4 separate regions of the Mus musculus genome follow, and all the other regions are linked to region 3. Evidence: chromatin contacts called from public Hi-C, HiChIP or PLAC-seq and promoter capture Hi-C data. All regions are on one chromosome and are shown on one strand. Each heading gives the region's core, a stretch centred on a gene start, on an enhancer-like site or on the middle of the called end of the contact. The rest is flanking DNA. Distances are from core to core; before and after follow the strand shown.

What was found. Hi-C and Micro-C count contacts between places; a contact is called where the count stands out from the background. HiChIP or PLAC-seq counts read pairs in DNA pulled down with a chosen protein or histone mark. Capture Hi-C pulls out chosen DNA fragments and counts their contacts.
Region 1: a contact with region 3 is called in an H3K27ac HiChIP or PLAC-seq map of embryonic stem cells, with 4 times the contacts expected there. The contact joins the promoter of Tial1 here to the promoter of Ate1 in region 3. A contact is called at or near these places in 1 of 39 promoter capture datasets (hippocampal neurons) and 2 of 115 datasets of contacts at active chromatin or transcription factors (both in embryonic stem cells).
Region 2: a promoter capture Hi-C map of adipose tissue shows a contact between it and region 3, with 2.4 times the contacts expected there. The contact joins the promoter of Oat here to the promoter of Ate1 in region 3. A contact is called at or near these places in 2 of 39 promoter capture datasets (liver and pre-B cells) and 1 of 9 other capture datasets (adipose tissue).
Region 4: a contact with region 3 is called in a Hi-C map of B cells, with 6 read pairs. The contact joins the promoter of 9130023H24Rik here to the promoter of Ate1 in region 3. A contact is called at or near these places in 1 of 484 Hi-C or Micro-C datasets (B cells) and 1 of 115 datasets of contacts at active chromatin or transcription factors (astrocytes).

What each region holds. Positions count from the first base shown.
Region 1 is chr7:128,460,291-128,463,268 of GRCm38.p6, reverse strand. Tial1 (Tia1 cytotoxic granule-associated RNA binding protein-like 1) reads left to right here and starts at 1,596. Exons shown (of 12, transcript NM_001347640.1): 1 at 1,596-2,144. The coding sequence starts at 2,113. It overlaps Gm32816 (a long non-coding RNA gene), which reads right to left and starts at 1,549. Exons shown (of 4, transcript XR_378509.4): 1 at 1,017-1,549.
Region 2 is chr7:132,575,063-132,577,887 of GRCm38.p6, reverse strand. It overlaps Oat (ornithine aminotransferase), which reads left to right and starts at 1,490. Exons shown (of 10, transcript NM_016978.2): 1 at 1,490-1,593.
Region 3 is chr7:130,518,163-130,521,093 of GRCm38.p6, reverse strand. Ate1 (arginyltransferase 1) reads left to right here and starts at 1,514. Exons shown (of 12, transcript NM_013799.3): 1 at 1,514-1,738. The coding sequence starts at 1,633. It overlaps Gm4275 (putative uncharacterized protein ZNRD1-AS1), which reads right to left and starts at 1,503. Exons shown (of 4, transcript XR_869987.2): 1 at 1,249-1,503.
Region 4 is chr7:128,236,765-128,239,658 of GRCm38.p6, reverse strand. It overlaps 9130023H24Rik (RIKEN cDNA 9130023H24 gene), which reads left to right and starts at 1,628. Exons shown (of 1, transcript NM_177001.3): 1 at 1,628-2,894. The coding sequence starts at 2,240. Armc5 (armadillo repeat containing 5) reads right to left here and starts at 2,302. Exons shown (of 6, transcript NM_146205.2): 1 at 1,070-2,302. The coding sequence starts at 1,532.

The DNA.
Region 1 (2,978 bases), core at 347-2,846, 2.1 Mb after region 3:
GCGTTTCATTTGGCTTACCTTTTGGAAGTGGATGGGAACTGTATGGCTGAGGCTGAGCTTGGTGCCTTCCCCACCTCTTCCCTTCCCTATTTTTTTTTCTGACCCCTTTGTTTCACTTGTGTAGATTTCTGAAGCTCTCTGAAGTTCTTTCCTTTCCTTTTTTAAAAAAAAAATTAATTTTTTTTTTTTTTGGCTTTTTCGAGATAGGATTTGCTGTGTATAGCCTTGGCTGTCCTGGAACTCATTCTGTAGACCACGCTGGCCTCGAACTCAGAAATTCGCCTGCCTCTGCCTCCCAAGTGCTGGGATCAAAGGCGTGCGCCACCACGCCCAGTTGCTCTTTCCTTTTTCACTTTGGGATATAATCCGTTTCTCGTTCAGACTTACTCTCTCCTTCCTAGGCTCATGGAGAAGCAGCCTCCAATCTCCCACTGTACCTGTAAATTCAGGTAGGGTTTCAGTATGCAGCTAAGCAGATCTATAAGCTACCCCAAAGCTCTCTGTTGGCCACCAGACCTTTTCTCTCCTTCAATGAGACAGTGTGCAGCTGGGGGCACGGGAGAGCTGGTTAAGAGCACACTTACAGTGGCTTCCAGTTTGGTTCTCAGCACTCATATGCAGCTCACAACCACTGTTAACTCCAGTCTCAGGCAGGGAATGCCATCCCTTCGTCTGACCCCTAGGGGCCTCAGCCACAAATGTGGTGTACATCCAGTAGATTGTCATGATTCTATCTCCTCTCTTGCTTTAGCATCTCAATACTAGCAGCCCGTGTCCTCCAATACCGAACTCCAGACTGTTTTGGCATGAGACCTGGTCGTTGAGCCTCTTTGCTGTTTTCACTGATTATTAGTTTTTGATAAGGTCTTGGTATCTATTTCTAGGCTGGCCTTAAATCCATTATCCTCCTGTTCAGTAGCACTGTGCGCCACCACGCGAATATTTAAGTTTTAAGTAGGGATTTGAAAGAGCGGTACAAGCCATTTGAATGAGGGGCTGCTCTTTTGCAGCCTTACCCACTAATCCGATGAGATAATGGGTAGCGATCCTTGTGGAACTTGTAAAGCAAGTTACAAGCGGTATAGTCTAGAAAGGCCTATCTGGTTAGAACACGTGCTCAAAGACAAGGCTGGATCTGGTGTTGCCCGATGTCCGCTACATCTCTCCGGGTTCAGAGTTGCCACTCTTTTGCCCGTCGCGTGAGGCGTCGGTTGTTGAACACGGACCAGCAGTTCTGAGAGTAGAGGCGGGCAAGGCCGGCTGACGGGAGAACCACGCGGAGCCAGCACACCGCCTGATCTGCAGTTGAAGAAACCGCTCTGGGGCTGGACGGAGGCGGAGCAGAAGCTCACACTGGACCAACAGAAGAGCCTTAAGATGCTAAGAGCGATCCTGGGGCGGGCCCCGGCGCGAGGCACTCTGGGATTTGTAGTTTACTTCCCGGACAGCTCCTCTCTATTTCGGCCGCCCGCCTTTTATTCCTCGCTCTATCCCGGCACGCCGACTACTTAGTCGCGGCACGTCCTCACGTACGACTACACTACCCAGAAATCTCTCCTTCGCGCTCCGGCAGGCGCAGGGTCTGCCTTGAACTACAGTTCCCAGAAGGCCACTGGAGAAGGGCTTCCCCCACTTTCCCGGGACCGCAATTCCCGGAGACTTGGTTTCGCGGCTTTTCTCTCTGTGTTGGGTCTCTCTTGGACCCGGATAGGTCTTGACTGGCCAGCAGGCCCACAGCGACAACGTGCTCCGTCGTGTCCAGTCGCAGGGTGTACTCTTTGGCCGGGCTTTCTGTCTCTTTAGCTACTTTTGCCGGACAGGCCGTCGCAGCTGGCCTGAGCAGTGACCTGGCGGGCCGCGCCTGCGCCCTGCCGCGTTTCCTGCCTGGCTGGTGGTGGCGGCCATTTTGTTCATCCTCCTCCTCCTCCTGCTCCTCCTGGTTGGAGCGCAGTGTCCGGAGCGGGCTGGGGGGAGCGGACCCGAGAGCGGGGTTCAGTACCTTTTCCTCTGTCCCCAGCCGGCGCCCGGAGCCCCCCTCCCCTTCCTTCCCGCCCCCTCCCCTCCCCAGCCCTGCCCTCCCCCTTGTCCCGGGATCACTCCGTCGCACCCACCATGATGGAAGACGACGGACAGCCCCGGACTCTGTGAGTACCCGAGACCCGGGGTGCCAGGCACCGAGTGGCCCGGGCACTGCGGGAAGCGGAGGGAGGAAGGGAGAGCAGGAGCCCGGGACTAGAAGCGGAGAGCCGGGCGTCGCGGTGGCGCGGCTGTGAAGTGCATTCCTCATCTGTCCCCCTTCCCAGAGAAGGAAGCCCTCCCTTCCCCCCCAAACACAGTCACTTCCTAGGGTCTAGGGCTTGTCTCGACTTTTTCCTCCCGACCCCTTCTTTTGCACACTCTTGCTTGGCTGGGCTTGTGCACGGCTGAGGCTGTCAGGCGCGGGAGAGCTACTGTTCCCCCTGTGCTTTGGGGGCTCCGGGCTGAGCCAGGAGCTGTGGGTCCCTACGGGGGCAGGGCTTGGCGGGGGTGGGACCACTACTGCATCCTTTGGCTTGAACGTTTAGCCTCAGTCCACGTCCTCAGCAGTCCACGTCCTCAGCCTCAGTCGCTCCGAGTCCTTCTCCCCAGTCTACCACTCTTTAACCAGAGGAGCCCCTTGTCTCTTTCTGCCCCACGTGCCCCACGCTGTCAGAAACACCCGCCTAGCGCCTGCTGCTTTTGAAGTGCCAAAGTGATTGCTTTTCGCCACCGTGCACCACCTCTGTCCCTTGGATAACGAAGTTTACTTTGAGCGCTTACTGCGCCAACCTGACAACCAGTTAAACTCCTTTCGCTCAGTTAGTGATGCCGCTTCCTAATCCGTTTGTGCGTCCGGACCATCGGAGTTGGATAAAAGGATGACTGCTCCCGCTATTTGTTACCTGTCTTTTGAGTGCTATTTTTCGCGGTATAGCTGTCGGGTTTCACCTGAAGCCCAA
Region 2 (2,825 bases), core at 241-2,740, 2.1 Mb before region 3:
ACTGACCAGGTCAACTAAGACATTCCCTGCTATGGCTGTTGAATGTCTTCTATTTGTCTCTCTACCTGGGTCTTCTTTTGTTTGTCTTTACATGTGTCTGGTGTGTTTGTGTACCAGTGTTTGCATGAGTGTGGGTACACAAGGTCTGGTGTCTTCCATGATTGATTCCTACGTATTTAAATATATTTAATTGAGCCTGGGTTTCTCACTTGAACCCAGAGCTCTAGGAATTGTCCTGTCTCTACCTCCCTGAACGCTGGGATTTCAGATGGGTCTCGATGCCCACTCAGCGTTTATGTAGGCTCTGGGGACCTGAACTCTGGTCTCTTTATGCTTGCCCAACAATCACTTTACCTACTGAACCATTTCCTCTGCTCTTTCCCATCCCACTTTCTTTTCCTCCTCTTTCTGATCTTGCTCTGTGTCTAGGGAGGCTAGTTTGTGGGGATTGTCTTTTCTCTTGTTTTCTCAAGTCAGGGTTTCTCTCTGTACCTCTGGCTGCCCTGGAACTCTCTCTGTAGACCAGGCTGGCCTAGAACTCATAGAGATCCACCTGCCTCTGCCTCCTGAGTCCTGGGATTAAAGGTGTGCACCACCACCACTACTACCACCAGTCTTAACAGACTCCTTAGGCTCCTGGCTCCCTCCAAGTAGTCTTTCCTCAAACTCCTCTCTCTTTGGGGTTCTAGAAACCCCACATCTAGCCCTGGATACGTGGACTGACAGTGGCTCTCCCTGGTGTGCCAGTCCCTCCATCCTTGTGCTTTCTTATTCACACACATTCTTTCCAAACTGGAGTGTGAAATCTTTCTGCCTGACCCTGAAGTGTAAGGTAGTGAATCACTGGCCCTCTGTGGTCTACAGCTTTTGGTACAGGATTGGATAACTCTTCTATTCTCTTCATATTTTCTGATTTATAACGAGCGTTATAGACAAAAATGATACCTAAGCACCTTCTGATTGTGTTTATCCTGCAATATCCTTTTCCGGTTTGAGTTTTAACCATGGTAGTGGAGGGAGTGCAGGCAAGTCTATACTGCGTAGCTGTCATTTCCAACCACTTATAACAACAGTTAATAACATCCGGGCGGCGTTTTACAGCTGCAGAGATGATACTAGAAGCATCAGTAATCTGTTTTGTCATTTTGGTACGTGAGGGTTCAAGGTCATGTGGTTTCAGCATTTAAGATATGATGTTGCTCCCAACAGGCTCTTTCAGGAAAGGTTTTGGAAGGTCCCTGGGCTAGAGAAACGCAGTGAGAGGCCACCATTCCTTCGGGCCTCCGTTCCCCTTCGGGTAAAAGAAAGCGAACTGCTCCAAGTTCAGTGCAGAGCTCAAGCGCCACAGGCACAAAAGCAGACTGCGCACTTGGGGAAGGCAGCAGAACTTGGCGCCCGGAGGCTCAAGGCCGGGTGGGTGGGGCGAGAGTGAGCCTCTTGTGATTGGTGTGCGGCCCTCCGCCTTAACCAATGAACTGAGAGAACGGGCGGGGGCGGGACAGACACGTCGTCTTAAACGACCTGACGCGCCGGGCAGCCACATCGCGCTTCGTGGCTGAAGTACAGTCAGTGTCGCTTAGCGGACGCTGTCAGGTACGACGTACGCGCCGGGGCTGGGCCAGAGCGACTAGGGCCCACTCGGTGTTCTGGAGTCTCCGCCGGGGCAACACTGGAATCTCCGGGTCTAGGGCGCCACGCAGGCCCGGGGTGGGGCGGGCTCGGCGTGAGGACGGGCGGGGCACGGCTTGGGCTCACTGTCCCCGGGGGACTCGGCTAAGGGGACTGGGGCCTTGGAGGTCTCGACTTTGAAAAGGCGGCGTTGAGGGCGCGGGGCACCACGAGCAGCTTGGCGGGGGGTGGGTGGGGGGTGGGGGTGGGAAGAGGAGGGAAGGACCCGATCCCTGGGGACAGAACTGCGAACTTGTGGTCGCGTCACCGGGAGGGGGCGCTGATGCGGACCAAGTCCGAGCTCCTTGGGCAGCTTTTACGTCTCGTGGCAGATCATACCCATCCCTCCCCAATCCCCACTTCTCTTCAGTCCTAAACCAAATAAGAGGATTGAGGAAGTGACGTGCACTCTGTGATGAGATGGTGGCTAAGGATTGGCCCACAGGGCTCTCTGCACGAAGAGCCCCCTCCTTAGGCCTTTGACAAGCTATGTTGAACCTCAGTAAATTCCAGTCTAATTGTGGGGAGCTCTTGCTGCCAGCAAATCTTGCCTCAGGCCTACAGCAATGCCCGGGAGTACATTTACCTTGTAGATGTGTCAAGATATATTAAGGGAGGAGTGGTTTTGGAATGAAGTGGCTTTGCTACTTGAATAACCTCTGATTTCTCCACCCTAAATTTTCTTGATCAAACTTGTTAGTGTCTGTAGGTAAATTAATTTTATGTAACTTGTAACTGTACTTTAAATTGTATGTGTGTGATCAGGAATGAATGCGCCATCCGAGGCCAGAGGGATTCGATACCCCTGGAGCAGTTCTTGATAGTTGTGCCATGTAATGTGGGTGTTAGGAACCAAACTCTGGTCTTCTGCAAGCATAGTAGGTGATCTTAACTGCTGAGCCATCTTTCCAGCCCCTAAAACTTTAATTAGTACATATTTTAAAAGGTATTTTTTCCTGTCTCATCTATTTACCTTCCGGTCTACTTTTACTATGGTTATATGGATATGTATTTTATGCTCTTTGCAGAGTTCTTGAGGATGAGCCAAACTGTATACCTGTATACTTTTTTTTTTTTTTAGATTTATTTATTTATTATACGTAAGTACACTGTAGCTGTCTTCAGACACTCCAGAAGAGGGCATCAGATTTCATTAT
Region 3 (2,931 bases), core at 265-2,764:
TGTGTAATCTTTCCTTCCATTGTGCAAGCACTTTACAGTTGCTAGATAAGCAGTTAGTCAGCTCCTCTCCTCCTGTTATCTTACTAGGCCAGGATCACGTATTCAAGGGTCTGTCTTAATGCTCTTTCACCTAGTTCCATACAGGAAGCGGGCCCTGGAACAGCACGGAAGTGTGACCTTTTACCTGTATACTGGCAGGGAGCAGGGTCTGGAATTTGTGGTATTTAGGGCTTCTTAGGAGGCTGGAGTTGAGGCTGTATTTTTCCATCCTTTCAATCTTACATGAGTGGCTCAGAATTGTCTGCCCGTCAAGGTTTCAGGGTCTACAATGCCTTCTGGATGCCTCCAGCATTGGATGAAGGTTGTACACATATCTACTTGCAGGCTAAACACCCACAAACATAATTAAAAAAAAAAGTTTCCTGATTGCACTTTCTAGACACTGCAAAAAGGAATTCACCATATTGTCGACTATGGAAATTATGCCAGACAGACTTAAACATCTGTGTACGCAGAGGAGAAAGCTAAGGAATATTATCTTGGTAGGAGCATGCCTTTATTTTTACACTTTGCCTCACAACCTCATTCCCTAAAACACGTTCTTTGCAAATTGGAGACCCATGGAGTGAATTCAGATTATGTAAATGTTCAGCCTGAAGAGTTAAAAATTCTTTTTGAGTGATATTTAAAACTCCCTTTAAAAGAGGAAAGTGTCGCTTCGTCATTGGACATTCCGCTCTAGCAGAGTTGTTTGGATTCTAGATCCCTCTCTATCAAGCCAGCTCCGGCTCCTCGTTCCTCACAGGTGGTCAGGCGCAGAACTCGAGGTTAACCTTCAACTACAGAGCGCAAATGACCGGGTGAATCCCAACCTGGAGCCTCAGTTTCCCTATCTGTAAAGCGGGCTGAGAGATCGCGTCAGTGACAAGGACTGCTGTTGACTGGACAAGTAACCTGCTGGCCACTAAACACTGGGTTCCGAGACGCACCCCTGCAACCCAGGCTGGCGGCCAGTGGCCTGACCGGGGATCGGCGGAGAGCCGCGAACCCGGCAACCCCCGCGCTCTCGGCCCTTCCCCGAGGTTCCCCGCGCTGAGAGGCGTGGCCGCTCCTCAAGCCCACAGCGGCGGCCATGGCCTCGGTGGTGGAATACAAGGGCCTGAAGGCCGGCTACTACTGCGGCTACTGCGAGTCCAGGGAGGGCAAGACGTCGTGTGGTGAGTGTCCCGCCGTCCAGGTCGCCTTTACCGGCTTCAGCCAGGCTCTCGCTACGTCCTGGCAGGCCTGCCGCGCGGGTTGAGGCCGTTGGTCACCCGACTCCAGCTTCCCGGTCCCATTGGTCTCTCCTCAGCCGGCTTCCTTTCCATCCCGGTCTTCCCGCCCTCGCCCTCCCTAGGGGGTAGCCGCCCCTCACAGAGGAGGAACGGAACTAGCGGACGGCTGCCCGCAGTCAACATGGCGCGGGCGGCGTCAGTGACGTAGGGCGTCCGGTCCTTCCAGCCCGGGAGCACTCGAGTGGCTTCGCGCGATCTTCGGAGGCGCGCGCGTTGCATTGTGGGGTGGTGGAGGCGAAGGCGGCGGTAGCGGCGGCTGCGTAGGACTGGGTGGCGCAGCGGCGGCGGGGTCGCGGACATGGCTTCTTGGAGCGCGCCTTCACCTAGCCTTGTAGAGTATTTTGAGGGCCAGACCTCCTTCCAGTGTGGCTACTGCAAGAACAAGTTGGGCAGTCGCTCCTATGGTGAGCGAGCTCGGCCGGCGGGCGTGTGCTTCGGGCTCTGTGAGGGTCTTGGGTGGCCGCAGCCTGGGGGAGCGTCGTGAAGAGCCGGGTGTCCTCCACCCTTGCTCCCTCAGCGGCTGCTCTGGGAGACGGGAAGGGAGATGGGGAGGCTCCTGGGAGCTGACGGCCGCCCTGCATCCATCCCCGCGGCAGCCGAGGCCCCCTGCTGCATGTGTAGAGGGGCGTGTGCGTGCACACCTGTTCGCTGTCATTTTGGAGAAAGTGTCTGGGAGAACGTACTGGAAACCGAGATCGGCTTGATATTTTGATAAAATACCTGCTCGACTTTTTTTTTAAATCAGGGATTTATACCATGTCATTGTGCCAATCCATCTTGAAGACCGTAATAACGGTGTTCCTTCAGGCTTTAGGTTTCTTTTCTTTTTATTTTATTTTATTTTTCTGGCTTTTCGAGACAAACGTTTTCTGTGTAGCTCTGGCTGTCCTGGAATCCACTCTGTAGACCAGGCTGGCCTGGAATTCAGAGATCCGCCTGCCCCTGCCTCCCGAGGGTCTGGGATCAAAGGTGTGCATCACCACCGGGCTAGGATTCAGGTTTCTTACGGAAGATTTGTTTGTAAGCCGAATATGTACTTATTGTCTGCCGTGTCATGATCGGCAAATACAGAATCTAGGATGGATGGTTTAGAATAATCCTGCAGGTGGAAGCAAGGTAACTTGACTATAAATTTAGGTTAGAGATTTACCCGTTTTGAAAGACAGTTTAGTGGTTTGGCTGTGCACGGGATTTTGGTTTATGGATGCATTAAAAGTGTTTATTAGGAGAAAGTGTATTATTAGGTGAACCGCGGCCTTGGGTAGACAGTTATACAATCGTTAGATGCACGGATTACGAAGACCAGTTAAGTGAAAAAAACGCTTGGAGCATAGGGTTAAATAAACAGGATGCAGATGACAGCCGAGTACACGTGACAGCTGAGAGGAATACGGTCCAATAAAGCCCAAATAAGGCCAAGAAAGCACATCAAATGACAGTGGCTCACTTTGAGTGATAGAGATACTATTCTTTTTCAGAATTTTTATATTCTGACTATAATATTTGCCAGTATTATGTGACTGAAACATATTTTAATAGGGAGGACCTTACTACCCCTACCCCTAGTAATTTCGTATTAGAGAAAATTGGACAATAT
Region 4 (2,894 bases), core at 379-2,878, 2.3 Mb after region 3:
AGGAGCAAGAGCTGGAGGACTGACTGAATGGATATTTGCCCGAGGGATGGTAAATGGTTTGCAGCAGCTTTTCCAAATGCCCCAGGGTAAAAGTGTCTGTGCTATGATTTCACAAAGCCCCTCAAATGCCTGTCCAAGGAGTCAAAATATAAATGTGAAGGCCACAGAAGCCACCAAAGGGCTTTAAGGGGAATGACAAGATACACTCCGGCAACTGCGGTGGGAGGGTATTACCAGAGAAAGGAATATGTCAGGAAGAGCGGCTGAAGTGGTCATGTAGTCCAGGTAACTTGGCTTGAACCAAGTTAACTTTTATCCCTGCCAATCAAAAGGCAATACGGCCCAGCACAGCAGGCAAGGTTAGAGAGAACTTGGCATTCCATCAAGCCTACTGTCAAACACATTACTTGCAATCTATGCAAGTTTAAATATAAAAATGCTTCACTTTAAAAATTAAGATTTTTGTCAAAATTGAGATACAGGACAGGCAATGATGCAACTTTGTTCCCATCATCACCATAAGGAGGCGCCAAATCACCCGGTACACAGAAAGGCTGATCCTCTGCTGGAATTTGTTTCCTGTGTTTAAGTACCCACTTATGCTTGGAGTCTGGGCACTGTACATTTGAATTTCATTTTCTACTCAACTTCAATCCTGTCGGGTAGCTATTGTTATTACACAAAGAATTCTTGCTTTGGAGGGGTTGGGTGATTTGCTTGGTATGTCTGACTTTTAAACTCACTTTCTAACTTTTAAAACTACACTTTCTGGCCTCCTGCTCTTCCATGTGAAGCCTTGCACAGGGACGGGTACTGTCCCCGAGAAGCACCAAAAACAAAGTATAAGCCACTTGCTCAAAAGTGAGGCAGGAGTCAGTATCTACTTCTGGTCTGGGCAGGTCCAGGTCTAATTTATGGAGAGAGCAGTGACGTCACATAGCATCACACCTGAGGAGATGAGTGGCGCTGCACCATCACAAAGCATGTACTCAGAGGCCTGGCATAATGGAAGGGCAGCGCAGATACTGTGGGTTGGAACCTTTCTAAGAAATGGGGGCGGAGCACTTACCCAAAGGGAGAATGCCTCCAAGTCTCCGCACTTCGGCCCGGCACGCCCCTTCTGTACAGCAGTTGGCTAGAATGCTGAGCGCCAAATCCAGCGTCTTGCGCAGGCGCATTGGCAACGAAGGCGTCAAGAGCGACTCGGCAGCGGGGGCGTGGCCAGGGGTAGAACCAGCTGACGCAACCGACGAAGGGGCGGAGCCAGAGGCTGCTTGGGACGGGGCGGGGCCCGCAGCAGCCGTTCGGCGGAGCAGGGCGAGAAGGGGGCGGAGCCCGCCGCGTGCCCGGAAGCGCTCAATCCCCTCTGCCGCCTTGATGTGGCGCGTGCGAAGAGCTAAGAGCGCGCGGCCCAGGGGTGTCTCGTTGGTAGCTGGGTCCTTTCCCCCACCTGGCCCCTCCCCGGCCGCCGCCGTGAGCTGCGCGAGGCAAAACGAGAGCGAGTCCGTAAGGGCCGGTCTCGCAGCCGCCATCTTGGCCCGGGCCTCAGGCTCCGCCCCGCGTCTCGCCGGTACTCTGAGAGAGCGGAACTGGAAGAGGGGGGCGTGGCCAGGCTGCTCCTCGGAATAGCGCCGCCGCAGTTATCTTGCGAGTCGGAAGTTCAAGTTCTAGATTCTGGAACTCCGGTACTTGCACAGTCGCAGAAGACATGGCGAGAATGGTATTTATCTGTGGGAAAGTAAGAGGCGCGTGCGGTGCATGCTGGGATATGTAGTCGGCGCCAAGCTTAGTGCAGTTTAAGTGGGTGAGAAACTCCTCCCGGGGCCGAAGAGTGAACTGTTGCTCCTAGGATCAGACGCCCCGCGGTGGAGTCTTAGTGCTGTCCTGTGCTCCCCAACGTGACTTAGCCACTTCGCTCCCGGTACGTCCTTGTCGGCGACGTTCAGACTTGATTGGCAACCCTCAAAGCGCGGTGATCAATGGCTCCGAAAGCCGGACTGACAGACTCGCAGAACCCCAAGCCGTTTCAAAAGTGCTAAGTTCCCGACAGAAAGGTCTCGCCAAGCGAATGAAAGAGTTAAACCTACCGGGAAAGTTCGCTGCCACTTCCTAGAGTCTCTCGGGCTTGGGGACCTTTCCGTTTCCGGTACCGGCCTCCAAGCCTCCAGTGCCCCGTTCTCCAACTGTGCTGATGAGTTAAACGGGTGGCATTTAGGAAACCGAGCGCTTTTCGGCCGCAATGGAACTTGCGGCTCCAGAAGTGACCAGGGAGAATCTAGATGGGGCTAAGCTGCTGGAGAACCGGACGTCAAAATTCCCGGGAGCCCCCAGGTCGCCCCTGGATCGCGAGACCGCGCTACATGAGCGCCCCCTCCTGGCGCGGCCGGAACAACCAGCCCCCGTGGAAAAAATGCTGGACCAGCAGTACTTATGTAGGTCAGGCTCTGGCCCCAAGGAAGAAACCTTTGTCAAGACCAGTGATCCTGCAGTCCCCAAAGCTTTCAAGTGTAGGGATTGTGGGTTGGCTGTACCCAGTCTCTCTGATCTCATTCACCATCAAAGCAGCCATGGGTGTGACCGCCCTTACAGCTGTCCAGAGTGTGACAAAAGCTTCCGGCGTGGCTCAGATCTGGTTAAGCATTACCGAGTTCACAGTGGTGAAAAACCATACCCCTGCCCAGAATGTGGCCGTTGCTTCAGCCTCAGCTCTAATCTCACTAAACACCGTCGTTCTCACTCAGGTCTCCGGCCGCACAAGTGCATGGAGTGCGGAGAGGCCTTTGGTCGCAGTGCAGACCTAGCAAAACACCAGCGGGTGCACACTGGGGAAAAGCCCTATGCGTGTGCTGAGTGTGGAAAGACTTTCAGGGTTAGCTCCAACCTGATCCAGCACC